6 separate regions of the Mus musculus genome follow, and regions 1, 2, 3, 4 and 5 are each linked to region 6. Evidence: chromatin contacts called from public HiChIP or PLAC-seq and promoter capture Hi-C data. All regions are on one chromosome and are shown on one strand. Each heading gives the region's core, a stretch centred on a gene start, on an enhancer-like site or on the middle of the called end of the contact. The rest is flanking DNA. Distances are from core to core; before and after follow the strand shown. Region 1 holds the start of Bhlha15 (basic helix-loop-helix family, member a15). Region 2 holds the start of Bri3 (brain protein I3). Region 3 holds the start of Baiap2l1 (BAI1-associated protein 2-like 1). Region 4 holds the start of Fscn1 (fascin actin-bundling protein 1). Region 5 holds the start of Lmtk2 (lemur tyrosine kinase 2). Region 6 holds the start of Rac1 (Rac family small GTPase 1).

Region 1 (2,769 bases), core at 101-2,600, 660 kb after region 6:
CCCAGTCCTTTCATTGAAGTCCAAATGACATGAGGGAGGTGACAGCTTTCTACCAGAACCATGGCCCACATGACTGTGTCACAAGTACTGAGACCCAAGCCTGCTGAACTTAGCCAGAGCTATGCAGAGTCCTGGCTGAGTTGTTTAGACCTGTCCTATTAATGGGGGGGTGGGGGGGAGACACACTACTATTAGTTGAGCCTAGTGACCAGTTACCCTTATGATTCCTGCAGCAAGAGGCTGAGGCAGAAGGGTAGCCATGAGTCTGAGGACAGCCTTGGCTTTGGAGTCTGTCTCTAAAAGGAAAAAAAAGAGCCAGGGATGTAGCTGAGCTGAGCACATGTGAAGAAACACTGGTTTGGTCCCTAGCACCACACTGCCCCAACACACATCTGTAACTACAACAGTCACTGGATCAAAGAATATATATTTTCAGCACATTTTAGTTGAGTGTGCCATGACCCAATTGCAGTTCTAGCACTTGGGAGGCAGAGGAGACACTGGAGGGTCAGGTGCGCAAGGGCAGCCAGTGTGCTACAGCTAGCAAAATGGCACAGCTGGTAACGTCACGTGCAGCCAAACCGAAGGACTTGAGTTCGACCCCGGCACAACGTGGTGGAAGTAGAGAACAGACTCCTGCAAGCTGTCCCTCTGACCTAGGAGCATGCACATACACCAAAAATAGACACACAGATAAAGGCTAGCAAGAAAACCTGTTTTCTGTGAGCAACATGACACTCACATAGAGGTCAGAGAACAACTTGGGGGAATTGGTTCTCTCCTCCCACTTTGTGGGTCCCAGGCTCCTCAGTCTTGGCATCTTCCCCTCTACCCATAGGCATCTTACTGCCCCATAACCTTTTATATTGTAATTCCCTTGTAACCTCGGGAAACCAAGGCAGGAGCTAGCAACAGATAGGTAGACATGGGTGGCACCCCCTTGCACCCCATTTCAGTAAGGGGAGACAAAAAGAGGAACAGCCCTGTCCTTGAGCCCTTAGGACTAGCAGAGTCCGCTGGAGAAACCAGGGTGCTCCAGGGCAGGGAAGGAGAGAGCTTGCCAGCTTCGCTCAGGGAGGTGGATGTGGTTCCTGCAAGACTATGCAGGGTGGCTTATCCTAGACTCTGTTCTGACTCTTAACCCCAAGGCCAGGTGTCCTGGCCAGATGCGATCCGGGTCCCCCCCCCCCCCTCCCCGCCCTGGCAAGTCCCCAGAGAGGTCGCCTGCTCTCAGAACTGGAGGGAGGGAAGGGAAGGCGGGTCCGCACGGGTCCTCAGAGCGAGGGGCGTGGCCGCAGGTGCCGCCCTGGCCCCTCCCAGCGAACTCATTTACATGCTTCCCGCAGCCCCGCCCGTGGTGGCTAAAGCTACGTGTCCTTGTCCCCCGTGGGCAGCCTCTGCGCGTACGGCCTCGAATCCCCAGGTAAACCAAGGGGTTGGGGAAACTATATAGGACTGCTGGGAGGGAACCCCAGAAGCTTGATCAGACGCCTGGCAGCTGTAGGGGAAAACAGACAGACAGATGGGATGGTGGCTTCCACTCAGACTGGCTGGTGCTGTCCACGTGGTAGAACTGGGGGCTGCTGCAGGGCCTTGGCAACTATCAGTCTGACCTGTGAGCTGTCCTGCGTGCACTCACTGAGGTTCTGGTTCTGATCATGTCTGGACCTGTGTCATGTCCAGCTGTAAACGTGATGTTTAAAGGGTGCTGCCTGTCTGGGACAAATGACAGTGTCGGGGGGCGGGGGGGACCCATAAGCCAGGGTTGGGACCTGTTCCTGGGTGGTTTAAGCAAATTGTCAAGTACGGAGGCTCAGGAGGAGCAGGGGACCCAAAATGGGTTCCCAGATAAGTGGGGAGGGAAGAAGGGATGGTAGGTTAGAGAAAAGTGGGTCAGTGTGAACTCAGCCAGGGCTTTGGGAGCACAGGTGAGTCAACTCAGGGTTCAGTGTGGACGGGAAGCGCCTAGGTGTCCACTAAGCACCAGTGGTCAGCTGCACTGGCTAAGGAAGCAATGAGACAGCCATGCCGCGTGTCCACTGGCCACACTGAATGACTGCAGAGGGGCTGTGTTCTGAATTTCAGTTGGAAGGGCCTCACCCAGCCACCACCTCCTGGGAAAACCAGCCTGGAGCTATGAAGACCAAAAACCGGCCCCCTCGGCGCCGAACACCCATGCAGGACACAGAAGCCACCCCAGGAGAGCAGACACCTGACAGACCCCAGTCAGGCTCAGGGGGGTCAGAGCTGACAAAGGGTCTCCGGAGCAGGACAGCGCGTGCAAGCGGAGGTCGGGGAGAGGTCAGCCGCCGGCGACAGGGGTCTGGTGGCCGCAGGGAGAACAGTGTTCAGAGGCGGCTGGAGAGCAATGAGCGAGAGAGGCAGCGGATGCATAAACTCAACAATGCCTTCCAGGCACTGCGCGAGGTCATCCCGCACGTGCGGGCTGACAAGAAGCTCTCCAAGATCGAGACCCTCACGCTGGCCAAGAACTATATCAAGTCGCTGACCGCCACCATACTTACTATGTCCAGCAGCCGCCTCCCGGGGCTGGAGGCACCAGGTCCTGCGCCAGGCCCTAAATTATACCAGCACTACCATCACCAGCAGCAGCAACAGCAGCAGCAGCAGCAGGTAGCTGGGGCCATGCTTGGTGTCACTGAGGACCAGCCCCAAGGCCACCTGCAACGCTACTCTACACAGATCCACAGCTTCAGAGAGGGGAGCTAGCACGCGCTTCGGGCTCCGGGGCAGGTTGGCAGTGAGGAG
Region 2 (2,721 bases), core at 6-2,505, 730 kb after region 6:
CCAGACTGGCTCTGAACTCCTAATTCTCCTTCAGAGTGCCACCAGATGGACGGATGGACACACACACACACACACACACACACACACACAAGACCCTGGAAATACATAGGCAACAATTGGGAAGGATTCTCACTGTTCCAACATTTCTTTTTCCTTGCTTGGTTTTTGGAGACATGGTCTCATGTAGCTGAGGCTGGCCTTGAACTTGCTGTGTAGTAGTGGACCTGATTCTCTTGAATCATTTCCCAAGCACTGGGGTGAGAGTCACGTGCCGGAACCCACGGCTTCACGTGTGTTAGGTAAACTCATGCCAGGCGATACTTGGGCTAGCGGCATGGCAGTAGCTATGCAGAGACTGCATGGGCCTGTGTCAGACCATGGTCCTCTCCTAGGGAGCCACATCGCCATGCTGTACACTCAGCAAGTTTGCGGTCAGGCTGCTAAAAAAAAGTTGGAGAACCTGAAGGAAGCGCCGCAGGTGCTTAGAGTTTAGGGTTCTCCCAAGCAGGGCAGTTATTTCTAATTAGTGGCCACAGCCCCTGAAAGCGAAAATTAATCAAAAGAGGAGGAGGAGGAAGGCTCAGCAGTTGAGTAGGCTTCAGTGGGTGAGCGTACTCAGTTGTTTTCCTTCCTACACCCAAGGATGTGTGGGCAGTGATTGGGAGGGGCTCGCCTGGTCCCTCCCTGTGGGTGGTGACCCGGGTGCTGGGTTGGGCAAGGGGAGGATTTGGGCGTGGAGGGGCAACGAAGTCCATAGTTTAGGAGGTAAAGGTGAGAGGGTTAAGAGTTCCAGGCCAGCTTGGGCTACATGAGCCTAGGTCCAAAACAAACAAACAAACACAGAAAAACGGTGGAGGCGCCTGCTGCAGAATCTGTCAACCAATCTATCTCAGGACCCATATGGTGGAAAGCAGGAACCCACTCTCGAAAGTTATTTATTCTCTGGCTTCCAAATGCGTGCCCACTCATATAAACACACCCTCCCCCCAAATAATTGTAACAAACATTATTATTATTATTTTTAGAAAAAAAGCAAAAGCTAAAGGAGGCCAGGATCTTGTTGGGTCTCCGGCCGTGGCCGGGAGTCAGAACTTCTCTGGAAGTCCAAGATCCATTGTGGGGCGGGACTGAACGAGGACAACACCCCGCCAGCGGCAGCCGCTGAGGCGTCTTTAAGACGCCCTCGCCCAAACCCCGCCCACAGCCCCGCCCCGCCCCGCCCACGTGACCCCGATCTTGTGACCGGCGGGAGGGCGGGGAACCCTTGGCGCGCCCGCCCCGCCCGGCGCGCGCCTCACTGGGCCGAGCTGCCCGGGACACCGCCGTCGCCGCTACCGCCGCCATCCCCGCCGGGCCGAAGGAAGCGAGCCGGGCCGGAGCTGGCGGGCGCGCGGCCCCGGGGGCCGCGATGGACCACAAGCCCCTGTTGCAGGAGCGCCCGCCCGCCTACAACCTGGAGGCCGGCCAGGGCGACTACGCGTGCGGCCCGCACGGCTACGGGGCCATCCCCACCGCGCCCCCGCCGCCGCCCTACCCCTACCTCGTCACAGGTGGGCCCGCAGCTCTTCGGGGTCCCCGAACGGCCTCCGGGCCAAGCACCGCGCTGTCCCCGGCGCGGGCCTGCCGGGGGGGCAGCTGCTACCCGGAGCGCCCTGCCCGGCCAGGCCCTGCCCCGGTGGCCGTGAACTTAGTGTCGGAGGGTTCACACTTGGCTTCTAGAGCCCACCCGCAGGCGCGCTCAGCCCCGTTGGAGGCGGGGAGGACGGGGGCTAAGGGGGAGGGAGGGAGGAGAGGAGGAGGGCCGAGTCGCCCGGGGCTGATCAGCACTCCGCTCCCACAGGGATCCCCACCAGCCACCCCCGGGTCTATAACATCCACAGTCGAACGGTCACCCGGTATCCTGCCAACTCCATCGTCGTGGTCGGAGGCTGCCCGGTCTGCAGGTAAGTCTCTAGCCTGGGGGTGGGGGGTGGCGGCGGAGAACGCACGTGCCGGAATCTTGCAAAAGGCCAGCGGGGGTGGGATGGGGTGGGGTCACAGCCCGGCTCCTGTCTCAGAGGGAAGTCCCGCAGGGGAGGGACTGCAGTGGGAGAAGGTGGGGTCACTCACCCCTGGCTCTGAATTTACTTTATGCGGCAGAAGGATGGGTTCCCTTTTCTGTGGGGAGTTGAGTGCATTTGGGAGGCATGGCACCCGGAGTGCGTGGGACGCAGGAATGTTAACAATGGAGACTGATGGTCTTTCCTCCCTAGTACTGGAGATCCGCAGCGAATCAGGGTTTGTTTTGTTAGGTTTTTTTCCTCCAGTTTCCGCAAGTGTGTCCAGTACTAAGGAGATATTGGGACTTGAGTCCGCAGGCCAGTATGCCAAAGGACTTAGGAGATCCAAGTGGCCAGCAGAGAGCAAAGGCTGTGAGGGTGCAGAATGACGACCAGGGCTTAACAACTCCTGGCCACTAGCTGGCCCAGGAGGAAACCCCGTGCTTCTTTGTTCCGGGCTGGAGTGGTTTTGTTGTTGTGGCTGTTTTACCCTCAAACTGGAGCTGACAGAAACTTTGTGGGGACTTTATGGAAGGTGAGAGATGCAGCCAGGCTCATTCTAGGCAGGCTTTGAGGATTCGGCTTCCAAGTTGGACTTGGCCACTCACCCGGGGATGGGCCAGGTACAGCTCGTGCAGGGCAGGGTTTCAGCCTTTGTCTGGCAGGGGGAAGTTCCAAGTCT
Region 3 (2,833 bases), core at 240-2,739, 830 kb after region 6:
TAAATTCTGATTTCAGGAACTAAGACCTTGCAAATCTAGAAACTCAATTTTAGGGGTGAAAAAAAAAAAACTAGAGAAATGACCAAAGAGTGGGTGAAAAAAGAATCTAGAGAAATGACCAAAGAGTGGGTTTTAATCATGACTACAAGTAAATTTAGAGAACTTTAAATCTCAGGGGTTCAGTGGACCTAAGTGGAATTAAAACAAAAGTTGTTTTGTATTCTATTAATAGCAGATGATTAAACGGATATCTCATTTCAAATGGAATTCATTTATAAGTACTTAAACTTACTAAACTGGCCACTAATCCCATGTCTGTTTCTGGAAAAATTCTCTCACATAACATGCCAGTTAAGCGACCAATCACCACACGTTCTGTCAGCTTAAGTCAATTCTTATTAAAATCTCAGTGCTCTCTGACTCCAATAACCTCCCCAAATCATGAACGTAGAAACAGTCCAACTGCGGGCGAACATGCTCATAATAATTGTATATAGATGTATAAAACTGTCAAAACGCTAAACAAAAAGTAATCAAAAGCCAAATCGAACTTAAAAGCTACTGTATGAAAGAGTCCAAGAGGGCGAAGGCGTTTCAAGTCTTCCCAGGAGCAGATTCCCTGGCAGCCTAGAAAATTCCCTGAGCCGAGGGAGCCAGGCTCACCTGGCGATGGATTCCTAATTACGGAGGAGTTTCTCCCCTACATTCTTTCTTTTCTCCGAGGAAACTCGAGCTTGTCTCTTTTCTCTCTCTCTTTTGGATCTGGGGAGGGGTTAGCCCCAGCGGTCAGACCAGCGCAGTCACTGACCACAAAGAGAAGTTGGGGGAGGATAAGAACCTCTCGGGGACCCCGCGGATTGTCGTCCACGTCTCCAATCCCCTTCCCCCAACACGGGAAATGTGGGGTCCCTGGGAGTCTCCAAGGGTCCAAGGGGGAAGGGGAGGCCCTTATCATGTAAAGTCCCCACTTTATCTCAAAAGCGAAAAAGAATCTCGACCGACCCCGCTGGCGACAATGGTCAGCTGCTTGTCCGGGCTCACGTTCCTGGCCTCGAACCCTGGAGTTCCCAAGTCTCCGGGCCTCCCAGCCTCCGCCCTCAGCCTGGAACCACAGAGTCCCGGATCCCCCCGGTCTCCCGTCTCGAGCTCCGCAAAGTCCCACACTTACCCGGTACGTGTTCTCCGTGAGCCGGTTCACCTCCTCCGGCCCCCGAGACATGGCTGCAGCCTCCGGGAGGGCGAGCGCGGGAGGACGCGGCGGGGCCTCGTGGCCGCCGGGCGGCGGGAGCGCCTAGGACTTGAGACTGAGTGGTCCTTGAGAGTCGGCCGCCGCCACAGCTGTCAGCGGGAGAGAGTCAGTGCGCGTCTCTGCTGCCAAAATGTCAAAACTTTGCGGCGCTTCGGTCTGTAAGGAGCTGCGAGGTAGACGTAGCCTGCCAAGGCTGGGACGAGCAAAGGGACGGGCAGCCCCACCTGAGGCGGGCGGAGTGGGCGGGGCCGTACGGCCAGAGGGCGGGGCAGCCCCACCTGAGGTGGGCGGGGCCTAGGCTGAGTACTCTAGAGTGGGCGGGGCGGCCTCGCGCGGAGACAGCCTGGTGGGAGGGTCGATCTTTTGGGGCAACCGGGGGAACCTGGAAGAGACTTGTTGCGCTAGGTGGGCGTGGCCTAGGGGCTTGCTAAGCGGAGCAGAAGCCCGGCCAGCGCGCCGGACTGATTGGCCCCAGCTGAGACGTGGAGCGGGGGTGGGGTCTGAGAGGCCAACAAGAGGGAGAAGCCAAGGGGAGGGGACGCGCCCTTACTCCCCCCACCTGAAATGGACTGATGGGCGTGGCCTAGATGGCGGATGGGCGTGGCCGAAACAAGAAGGGACGGAGTGAACGAAGTCGCCCTAGCTGTGTCCGCCAGAGTGGCACCGCAGAGTTGAGCCGGTGGGCGCGGTCTAGCAGACCGATGGGCGGTGCTGAAGCGAGGATGGCGTGGTTTAGACAGCCCCAGCTGAGGCAGGCAAGGGAATGGGAGAGTCTTCCTCGTGTGGGCGTGGCTGAGCAGCCTGGTGGGCGAGGCTGGAGCAGTACAAGGCGAGGTGGCTGGACCCAGTGGACCAGGCCATCTCGCCTAAGGCTTGGCAGTGGAGGTAATACCTCTGTTCGCCCTCTCCCGGCCCTCCCAGAGTTCCAGCCAAGCCCCTACACTGTGGTGTCTTTTAGAACAGGACCTGGACCTTTGGGCTTCTAGGTCTTTGGTCTAGTGTCCGCCACAAGGTGCTGGCTCTGAAAGCTCGAGGCTCACATCCTCCGCAGGTGAATCCTCTAAGCTCTCTGCCTTTGAGTAACTTCCACATACCTCCTACGAATCGGTTTCCCTGATTGAAGGTCCACGGGGCATGGTTTCTCATGGATGGAGCCACCCACAATTTTGAAAGTTCCGGGGTGCCAAAAAAAGTAACTAACGCCAAGATCTGATTACTGGAATAACAGAACATTAAGAATAAGTTTAAAATCCCATGCTTTACAACTATGTAAATCACAAGACTGTCTAAAAATTTCCTCTGTGTGTGTGTGTGTGTGTGTGTGTGTTACAAGAAGTCAACCTTGGGCGTCATTCCTCAGCCGATATCTACTATATATATCTTGGAGACAGAGTCTCTTACTGAAGTAGCTAAAAAGGATAGACTGATGGCTATCAAGTCTCCACAAGCCCCATGAATCCACCTGTCTCCCAAATTCCCAGCACTGGGAGTACAAGAGCATATCTACTGTATGTAGCTTTTCACATGGGTTCCGCAGATGGAACCCAGGTCCCAATGTTCGCACCACAGGCACTTTACAAACTG
Region 4 (3,026 bases), core at 145-2,644, 570 kb before region 6:
TCTCAAGTTCTGGAATTACAAGTGTGACTCACTGTACCCAGGAATATGTGTCTTTATTACAGAGGAAGGAGAGCTCAGAGAGTGAGAGTAACCTGTGCAAAGTCCCACAGCAGGAGAGGATGGCTGGCTATCGGCCGCGAACTTGGTGACCTTTCCTGTGACCTCTAAGGGAGGAACTAGATGTCCCAGCAAGGATTCTAGGGACTTGTCAGGACTGACCTTTGATGATGGGAAAGCCATGCCATCTCCCCTTCCCCTTTGATGGTCGCTGGAGGGGTTTGCCTGGGACAGAGATGCGTTTGGACACAGATCACCGTGAAGACTGGTCAGTTTCAGTACCCTGCCCAGCCTGTGGCTGGGAAGGGCCAGGGGCCCAGATCTTGTGGGCAGCCTGGGGTAGGGCCAGCATTCCAGGGGCCTGCCTGGCATGTGGGGAATGTCCCAGGAGAAGTCTCAGTCCTCCAGAAACTCAAAGGGAAGTGTTCTTACGTGGGGTGGTGTGTGGTGGGAGGTGGGAGGTGGTGTTTGTGGGAATGTCCCTCTGGTCTGGAACCCTGAGGGGCTGCAGTTAGGAGGTACATTGGGGCTGTGCCATTCTAGGGAGCTGACCTGCTTTTCTGATGTCTTCATAAACAGAGACCACTATTCCTGCCTTACCTACCCTGCTTCCTGGTAGACCAGCACCCCGGGGCTTGAGCATCACCACAGTAGGGACTTTTGTGGGCCACTGACTTGGGCCACAGTTACCACAATTTATTTAGAGTCAGCAAGGTGGCTGTACTCTATGCTGACCCGGGAATAGAAATCTCGGTTTCTGCTCAGGAGGCCCAGGCTACAAGGCCTTGAAAAACCCTGAGGCGGGCGGGGCAGGTAGGGCTCTGCATGCGCCTCTCTAGAAATTAACCTCCTTTCTACCCCAGACCCTTCTGGCGTCTCTGGCTTCTTCAAGGACCGGCTCTAAGGCTACTTCCTGGTACACCCTGGACCCTCCCTCCATCCTGAAGGGATCATTATCTTAAACCTGGTCCTTCCCATCGACTGGGTTTGGGGGTAGGGGTGTTTCAGGATGGCCTCAGAGAGCAGGAGAAAGTTGGAGATCAGCCAACTACTGCAGAGCACGACTGTGGAGGAACAGTTAAATGGACTAGCAAACACGAACGGGCCAGAGGCAGAAGGACTGCTATGAGTTCGAGTCCAGCCTGAGCCACACAGATACTTCAAGCCTAGTCTGAGTTACAGAGTGAAACCCGGTCTTAAACCCCAGAAAAACACTCCGGGGAAGCGCAGGGGACCGGGCGCGCGCTGCAGAGCCCCCTCCCCGGCAGGCCCGGGTAGGGGCGTGGCCACGGTGACGTCATCCTCCTATAAAACCCTGGGCGCCGCCGGGCTGGCTTTGTGGAGAACTGCAGCGGGCTAAGCCGTGTTGAACAAAGGAGGTCGGGCACAGCTATCCAAGCTCCCGGGGCCACCGGGCCGCCCTCCGCCACCATGACCGCCAACGGCACGGCAGAGGCTGTGCAGATTCAGTTCGGGCTCATCAGCTGCGGCAACAAGTACCTGACAGCCGAGGCGTTCGGGTTCAAGGTGAACGCATCCGCTAGTAGCTTGAAAAAGAAGCAGATCTGGACGCTGGAGCAACCTCCCGATGAGGCGGGCAGCGCGGCCGTGTGTCTGCGCAGCCACCTGGGTCGCTACCTGGCCGCCGACAAGGACGGCAACGTGACCTGCGAGCGCGAGGTGCCCGACGGCGACTGCCGCTTTCTCGTCGTGGCGCACGACGACGGCCGCTGGTCGCTGCAGTCCGAGGCTCACCGGCGCTACTTTGGCGGCACCGAGGACCGCCTGTCCTGCTTCGCGCAGAGCGTGTCGCCGGCCGAGAAGTGGAGCGTGCACATCGCCATGCACCCGCAGGTTAACATCTACAGCGTTACCCGCAAGCGCTACGCGCATCTGAGCGCGCGGCCGGCCGACGAGATCGCGGTAGACCGCGACGTGCCTTGGGGCGTCGACTCGCTCATCACCTTGGCCTTCCAGGACCAACGCTACAGTGTGCAGACGTCCGACCACCGCTTCCTGCGCCACGACGGGCGCCTTGTGGCACGGCCGGAGCCCGCCACGGGCTTCACGCTGGAGTTCCGCTCCGGCAAGGTGGCCTTTCGCGACTGCGAAGGTCGCTACCTGGCTCCGTCCGGGCCCAGCGGCACCCTCAAGGCTGGCAAGGCCACCAAGGTGGGCAAAGATGAGCTCTTCGCCCTGGAACAGAGCTGCGCTCAGGTGGTGCTGCAGGCGGCCAACGAGAGGAACGTGTCCACGCGCCAGGGTGAGTTGGGGACATGTCCCCTCCCTTGGGTCCTGACCCAGTGCACAAAAGCATCTCTGCACTCCTTCTATTTCCCTATTTCCTCCTGGGCTCCCTTTAGGCTCACAGGCCTCTGGGCTCCGCCATGAGGAGGTGGGCTTCTATTTTGAAAGATCTGATCTCACCAGATAGCCTTGGCTATCCTGGAACTCGCTATGTAGACTGGGCTGGCCCCGAACTCGCAGAAATCTTCCTTCCTGTCTCTTGTGCTGGGAATAAAGGCATGTACCACCCCTCTGTTCAGGACGTAGGCTTCTTCTGCTGGGAGAAGGTGACGTGGGGAAGTGGGTAAGGCCTAACACATTCTAAAGCAATACTGTCCACCACCACCCCCCCCCCCCCCGGCTGGGGGCGTGGGACTCCATAGACCTAGCTTAGATCTTCTCCGTTTCCTCTTCCTTCCCAGTCTGAGCCATCCCCATTCATGAGCCGATTCTTTAGGATAGGCTGTCCCAGGTCTTGGAGAGGAAGGGTTCCCCCTACACCCCCCCTTGTTCATTTCCTCGTGCGTCCTCTCCCGTTTCGCGGGCCTTTGGCTGGAGGGCCAGGGGACAGTCACCCCTGCCCTCCCCGCCTTAAATGGCGAGATAGAGGAGGTTGGAGGGGCTTTTGATCCCGGCGGGGTGTGCTGGGCGGGGTCGGCCCTGCGACTCTTGGTGGTGGTGGG
Region 5 (2,700 bases), core at 114-2,613, 570 kb after region 6:
AGTTGCTAAAGTTCCACCTGATAAGATGCAAGGCAGCTCTTCAGGTGTTTTTATTCACAAATTGGACTCCCAGAGTCAGCAAAGGTGGTCTCCCCAACCCCAAGGAAGGGGCTCAGAGCTGTGTTACAGTCAAACACTTTCTCCCTTTCTATTATGTGTGCATGGATGTATGTGTTGTGTGCATGGATGTATGTGTTGTGTGCATGGATGTATGTGTTGCTTGTGTTTGCATGTGATTTGTTTATGTGTGTGCATTTTCTCCACCTGTCCCTGTGTATGTATGTGTGTGTGTGTGTGTGTGTGTGTGTGTGTGTGAAGGCCAGAAGAGTGTCTTTCCTCGGGGTCAGGGTCCACTTTTTGTTTTTGAGGCAGGGTCTCTTATTGGCCCGAAACTTACCTAGCAAGTTTGTCTGGCTTGTCAGCGAGTCCTACGAGCCATCTTTTTTTCTGCCTCTTCAGCAAGCATTGTCCACTAAGGTTAGATTTTCTTTATGTGGATTTCTTGGGGATCAAATTCAGGCCCTCAAGCTTGCAAGGCAAGCAATCTCTTCATTGCATTTGAGACATCTTCTACCTCACCTGGAAGTTGCTCCCTCCTCACACCCATCACCAACACCTAGCACAGTTCCAGTAGAGAACACCCAGGAGGAGCTCCAAGGTGACTCAAGACAGGGCTGCTGTCCTCAAGGGGTTTACAGTCACAGGAACAATAAAACATGACAGTCGGCCCAGGGCTGGGCTAGGTCGGGGCTGTGGATGCTCAGTTATTTGTGGGATTGGGGTGAAGCCATCGATGAAGTCATACATATTCCAGGTGTGTCTTGACGAATGAAAGGATGCGCATCTGCCAGGTGAACAAGAGGGGGCAGGAAGGGCTGGCTGTCTTGGCAGAGGAGCTGGCTTGAGCTCACTGCTACGTCAGTAAGTGAAGTCAGAAACATTCTGTGCTTGATCAATTAAAATTTTTAAAAATTTCAACGTTTCCTCAAGAGCTTATCTGATATGAGGGTCAGCCTAAGAAGAAGAGGCTAAGAAAGTTCTGATAAGTGAAAATGAAGAAAGTAAAACCGGGGATAAAATACCGAGAACCATGTTGGTAAAAATTAGAAAAGAAAAATAAAAAGTAGGAGAAAGAGAGACAAAAGTCCCAGATTAAATTATGTGGGTTATTATGGACTTCTTTATATCTTCCTAAAATAATTGTCGATGTTACCTGCTGCCCACGCCTCATTCCTCTGTCTGCAGGGGGCGCACCGATCGCCACCTTGCCGCCTATGGCTGAGAGGGTGGGGCTCCCGGAGTCAGTATGGATTGACGATTGGCTGGTCCAGGTGTCGGTCCCGGCATCCCGCCTCAGCTCTACGTCACATGACGCAGCCCATCATGGCGGCGGGAGCGCGGCTGCCTGGGCCCGCGGCTCCGCAGGCTGGGCGCCGTTGCTGCTGTTGAGGGGCGGCGGCGGCGGCGGTGGCGGCGCTGACGGGCGGGAAGGATGATGCTGGCTCCGAGGCCAGAGCGGCGGATGCAGACCAGGAACAAGGTTGACGTTTGGCTAAAGAGACGTGTGTCCCGAAGCAGCCGGCGCCGGTGTCGCTGAGGCGGCGCGGAGGGCTGACCGACTGACTGAAGGCGGCGACCCGAGAGCCGGCCCCGTGGGGGACCGCGCGGTGGACGAGATGCCGGGGCCGCCGGCGTCGCCGCCGCCGCCGATGCTCCTGCTGCTCCTGCTCCTGACGGTCGGCTGTGCCCGGGCCGCGCCACTTCCGCAAACAGGTGCAGGTGAGCGGAGCCCGGGGGCTGCGGGGCCGCTGCGTCTTGCGGGGCGGCGGCGAGGGCGGCGGGCTTGCGGGGTTGGGCCACCTCTGCGGCGGATCGGAGGCCTGCCGAGGGCAGGAGGCCGCGGGATGCCCGCGATCTCAGGGAGATTTCTTGCCGCAGGGGCGTGGGATGGGGGGCGGGGGCGCGGCGACACGGTGGGGGTTGGGGAAGACGGCGGGGCGAGGTGGCAGCGATGGGTTCCCCTACCTCCCGGGGGACTCTTTTTCCCGGACTCTTAAACTTGTTGCCCTAAAGGTACCTCCAGCTTCTGTCCTCGACACTTCCTTTTTTTTTTTTTTCTTCTTCCAGATGTCACCTGCCTCTGGTGGCTTTTCTCCCGTCTTATTATAAGAACCGTTTCTTATTTCTCGTCATTCCTTAAATGAAACCAATGACTCGCGGAAGCTGTGCAGTTTCCTTGGCTCACCGAAACTTGTTCTAAAGTTGTAAATTGATTTTAGATGCTGTGGTTGTTGGGCTATTGGTTTATTTATCTGTTTATTTATTTATTTTTTCGGAATGAGTCGCTGGGGATGAGAAAGGAACAAACGATACATAATTTTGTTTTAGGAAGCTAGTGACTGGAGTAGCATAGCAGCTTTTGCGTATCCACTGACAAATTGGCCTGAGGGTAATTGAACTATTTCAGCGAGTGATTCTCTTTTCAAGCTCTCAGCCCTTCTGTATTTTCTGCATATAGTTTTGATTTGGAGTTTATAAATAAAACTTCAGCCAAAGAAACCATCTCAGAAATTTTAAGAAAAAAAAACAAATCTAGGCTAACTTTCCATCATTACGGCTTTCTTTCTTTCTTTCTTTTTTTTTTTCAACGAAGGGGGAGGTATTGACATTTCAAAGAACTTTAGAGGTTGGAAGAAAGCT
Region 6 (2,925 bases), core at 297-2,796:
AGTCAGAAACTAGGATTTACACAAAAAGACCCCGGCCCCACAATACAACATCTTCACTATCAAACTAAGTGCCCCAAGTGACAAAGCTTTCTTTTAGGAGGTGAAAGGAAAGCACCATTGACATTCCTACTCAATGAAATTCCAGTGTGTCGTTAAATACATTGAACCGTATCCATGAGACTTCCTGTCTCCGAGACAAATCCCACAGACAGACATGTTAGCAGAAAAATAAAGTTCTCTGACCGTCTGGCTGACTTAGTTACAGGGACGATCCCAAAGTCTAATGTAGAGTTCTGTAAATACGCTGAACAATCGCTCATAAATCCACGGGCTCATAAACCCATGGGCGGCGAGTGCTCACTGCAAGTGTGGAAGGCATTAAGCAAGTTTGGCAACGTACTCGACTGAACTAGAAAGTGGACCAGTTGCACTCTGCGTTTGAGGAAACGGGTGGTAAATCTCCAAGCTTCCTCGTTAACACGAACCTACACAAGCTACGCTGAGACGCGCGATTTTGCTCCGATTACACTGAGATTCTTGTTTCTACCGAAGGGGTGGGGGGAACGGGACGGACTGCATAAGACCAGTCTTGTCTCCCTCAAGGGCCTGAAACCATCACGGTCAATCACGAAAAGAATTGCCTCGAGTCACAGGGAGCTGGATCTGCTACATCCATATCTAATGCCTTCAGAGAAGGTTTGTTTGTTTTTAATAACCACACTTCGTTCAATGGACAGTCTTCATCACACTCCTTCAGCTAGCATCCCAGTAACTTTCTCGGCGTAAGTGTGAAAATGAATATTTTTATAAACACCCTGTCAAGTCGAAGCAACCGAGCCCTTTCCCAAGTTCCAGGTCACCCAAGTGACTGGTGCAAACATGCATCGACCAGGGCCGGCCGACTTGGAGGCCGTTACCTATCCCAGTTCTCGGGGGGGGGGGTGCGAGGGGGTACCCTGAGTAAATGAAGAAACTATACGTCCCTTTCTCAAAAGACAAAAATTTTTTTTAAAAATGTTTCAAGAAAAATTCTTCAAACCAGCCTCGCCTACGTGCCAAGTCGAGTAGGGCGACGGGCGGCGTCCGGCCCGGGAAGAAGGCAGGAGGGTGGAGTTCACTTTTCCCTCCGGCCGGCTCGCCCAGGCCCTCCCCCAACCAGAATCCGGAACCAGGCCCGGGAGGGTGGGAGGCTCGCGCCCCCCAGAAGGCCGGGCGCGCGCTCTACGCCAGCTCGAGGCTTTTCGGGCCTGCGGGGGCCCCCGATGGCGCTGCGCGCGGCACCGGGTCCGGAGCGCCAGGCGCGGCCGTGCACTCACCCGTCTCCCACCACCACACACTTGATGGCCTGCATCTGGGCCGCTCGGTGGGCCGCGGCGGCGGCGGCGGCGGCCGGTGGCTGAGGCGCGAAGCGGCGGGCTCGGGAAGCGCTGGGCGAGGCTGCGGGCGGCGGGGCGCCGAGTGCCGGGACTGCTGTCCACGCCGCCGGGCCCTCAGCGCACGGGAAGGCGAAGCGCAGCAGCAGCCACCACCCAAAGCTGGGGAAAACTGCAGAGAAACAGGAAATGGCCGCTCCACTCACATCCGGCCTCCCCTCCCCCTCGGTGCCGTCGACGCAGCTCCCAGGCTCCGGGCGGGGCCGCTCCCGCCCGCCCGCGCGCCCGCCCGCGCCGTTCCTGGCTTCCACGGGCTTTCGGGAAAGCTCGGCAACAGTCGGCTCCAGCCGGAGAACGGGCTCGGCGGCCGCGGGGCGGGGCGGCCGCCATCTTGGCACGCTAAAGCGTCCCGGTTGTGACCAGGTTTAGGAAGCCCTCTGAATCCTGGGGTTACGGGTTCGGGTCAGTGGTAGGGTCCCGTTCGCTCGCAACCTACTTGTGCCAACTCCATGGAGAGATTCCTGAGCCCCCTTGTTATGTGATAACTACAGTATGCTGTAGCGTAAGATCCTGCTAGAAAATTCTGTATAGCTCGTGCCACAGTGAGATCCAGTCTCAAAAAAGAAACTGCTAGGGATGTAGCCAAGTCAGAATGTTTGCCGGCATGTACAGCCTGGGGCTCCATCCCTAGCACATCACAGCCTGCCCTGGTGGCTCACCTGTAATCCCAGCACTTGGTGGGCGGAAGCAGTAGAATCCTGGGGATCAACCTCAAGTCCAACCTCTGGATATGCAACTCAATTGGTAGAGTGCTTCCCCGAGCAGATACAGATATGAAACCCTAGGATTGAACCTCACGACGGTATGAAACAGATGTGGTATATATCAGGTAGTGCATACCTGGAATCCCAGCTCTGGACTGGAGGTAGCAGAAACATCTGAAGTTTGACCTCTGGCTATGTAGCGTCCAGCGTTAACCTGACCTACCATGAGACTTTCTCAATAGGGGTGGGGGGTGGGGAGGGAGCACTAAATAAACAAAAATATAAGGAAAAAAAAACATACATACCATTAAAATAATAAACAGAAGGATAAAGGTCAGAAGAATTCTTTTAAAGATTGCTGATATGATAGGGTAAGCATATAATTCATTCACAAATAAGGTAGCCTATTAGAAGACAAGAACATTAAAGATATTTTTGGTTATCTGTGGTGTGTGTGTGTGTGCATGTTTTCATGTGTGGGCACATGTGTGGTGCACATGTGTATAGAAGACCAAGGTTGACACTGGGTGTATTCAGTTGCTGTTCACCTTATATATATTGAAGTAAGATCTCTCATTGAACACAAAACTGGCCAATTCCAGTTAATCTAGCCAACCAGCTTGCCCTGGAGATCCCATCTTTATCTTCCGGAGTTACAGGTGAGTCACCGTACCCTCCTAGTATACTAGTTTCTGGATTGGAGCTCTGTTCCTCACACTTGCCTGGCAAGTTCCCTCCTCCTGGAGCTTAAGAGGCCAAGCTGCTCTTCCAGTAGACTGGAGTTAGGT

The links. Promoter capture Hi-C pulls out the DNA fragments that hold promoters and counts their contacts. HiChIP or PLAC-seq counts read pairs in DNA pulled down with a chosen protein or histone mark.
Region 1: a promoter capture Hi-C map of pre-B cells shows a contact between it and region 6, with 2.6 times the contacts expected there. The contact joins the promoter of Bhlha15 here to the promoter of Rac1 in region 6. A contact is called at or near these places in 1 of 39 promoter capture datasets (pre-B cells) and 1 of 9 other capture datasets (embryonic stem cells).
Region 2: a promoter capture Hi-C map of stem cell-derived epiblast-like cells shows a contact between it and region 6, with 2.9 times the contacts expected there. The contact joins the promoter of Bri3 here to the promoter of Rac1 in region 6. A contact is called at or near these places in 3 of 39 promoter capture datasets (hippocampal neurons, pre-B cells and stem cell-derived epiblast-like cells), 1 of 484 Hi-C or Micro-C datasets (embryonic stem cells) and 2 of 115 datasets of contacts at active chromatin or transcription factors (differentiating embryonic stem cells and pancreatic cancer cells).
Region 3: a contact with region 6 is called in a promoter capture Hi-C map of stem cell-derived epiblast-like cells, with 2.5 times the contacts expected there. The contact joins the promoter of Baiap2l1 here to the promoter of Rac1 in region 6. A contact is called at or near these places in 2 of 39 promoter capture datasets (embryonic stem cells and stem cell-derived epiblast-like cells) and 1 of 115 datasets of contacts at active chromatin or transcription factors (pancreatic cancer cells).
Region 4: a contact with region 6 is called in a FOXA1 HiChIP or PLAC-seq map of pancreatic cancer cells. The contact joins the promoter of Fscn1 here to the promoter of Rac1 in region 6.
Region 5: a promoter capture Hi-C map of pre-B cells shows a contact between it and region 6, with 2.0 times the contacts expected there. The contact joins the promoter of Lmtk2 here to the promoter of Rac1 in region 6. A contact is called at or near these places in 1 of 39 promoter capture datasets (pre-B cells) and 1 of 115 datasets of contacts at active chromatin or transcription factors (large pre-B cells).

Annotation. Positions count from the first base shown.
Region 1 is chr5:144,188,936-144,191,704 of GRCm38.p6, forward strand. It overlaps Bhlha15 (basic helix-loop-helix family, member a15), which reads left to right and starts at 1,351. Exons shown (of 2, transcript NM_010800.4): 1 at 1,351-1,423; 2 at 2,086-2,769. The coding sequence starts at 2,137. The coding sequence ends at 2,730.
Region 2 is chr5:144,253,970-144,256,690 of GRCm38.p6, forward strand. It overlaps Bri3 (brain protein I3), which reads left to right and starts at 1,256. Exons shown (of 3, transcript NM_018772.4): 1 at 1,256-1,550; 2 at 1,841-1,943. The coding sequence starts at 1,409. It overlaps 2900089D17Rik (a long non-coding RNA gene), which reads right to left and starts at 2,186. Exons shown (of 3, transcript XR_868683.3): 1 at 2,110-2,186.
Region 3 is chr5:144,356,623-144,359,455 of GRCm38.p6, forward strand. It overlaps Baiap2l1 (BAI1-associated protein 2-like 1), which reads right to left and starts at 1,490. Exons shown (of 14, transcript NM_025833.3): 1 at 1,169-1,490. The coding sequence starts at 1,219. Dmrt1i (Dmrt1 interacting ncRNA) reads left to right here and starts at 1,301. Exons shown (of 2, transcript NR_102374.1): 1 at 1,301-1,422.
Region 4 is chr5:142,958,961-142,961,986 of GRCm38.p6, forward strand. It overlaps Fscn1 (fascin actin-bundling protein 1), which reads left to right and starts at 1,395. Exons shown (of 5, transcript NM_007984.2): 1 at 1,395-2,320. The coding sequence starts at 1,489.
Region 5 is chr5:144,098,998-144,101,697 of GRCm38.p6, forward strand. Lmtk2 (lemur tyrosine kinase 2) reads left to right here and starts at 1,364. Exons shown (of 14, transcript NM_001081109.2): 1 at 1,364-1,779. The coding sequence starts at 1,677.
Region 6 is chr5:143,526,447-143,529,371 of GRCm38.p6, forward strand. Rac1 (Rac family small GTPase 1) reads right to left here and starts at 1,547. Exons shown (of 6, transcript NM_009007.2): 1 at 1,317-1,547. The coding sequence starts at 1,351.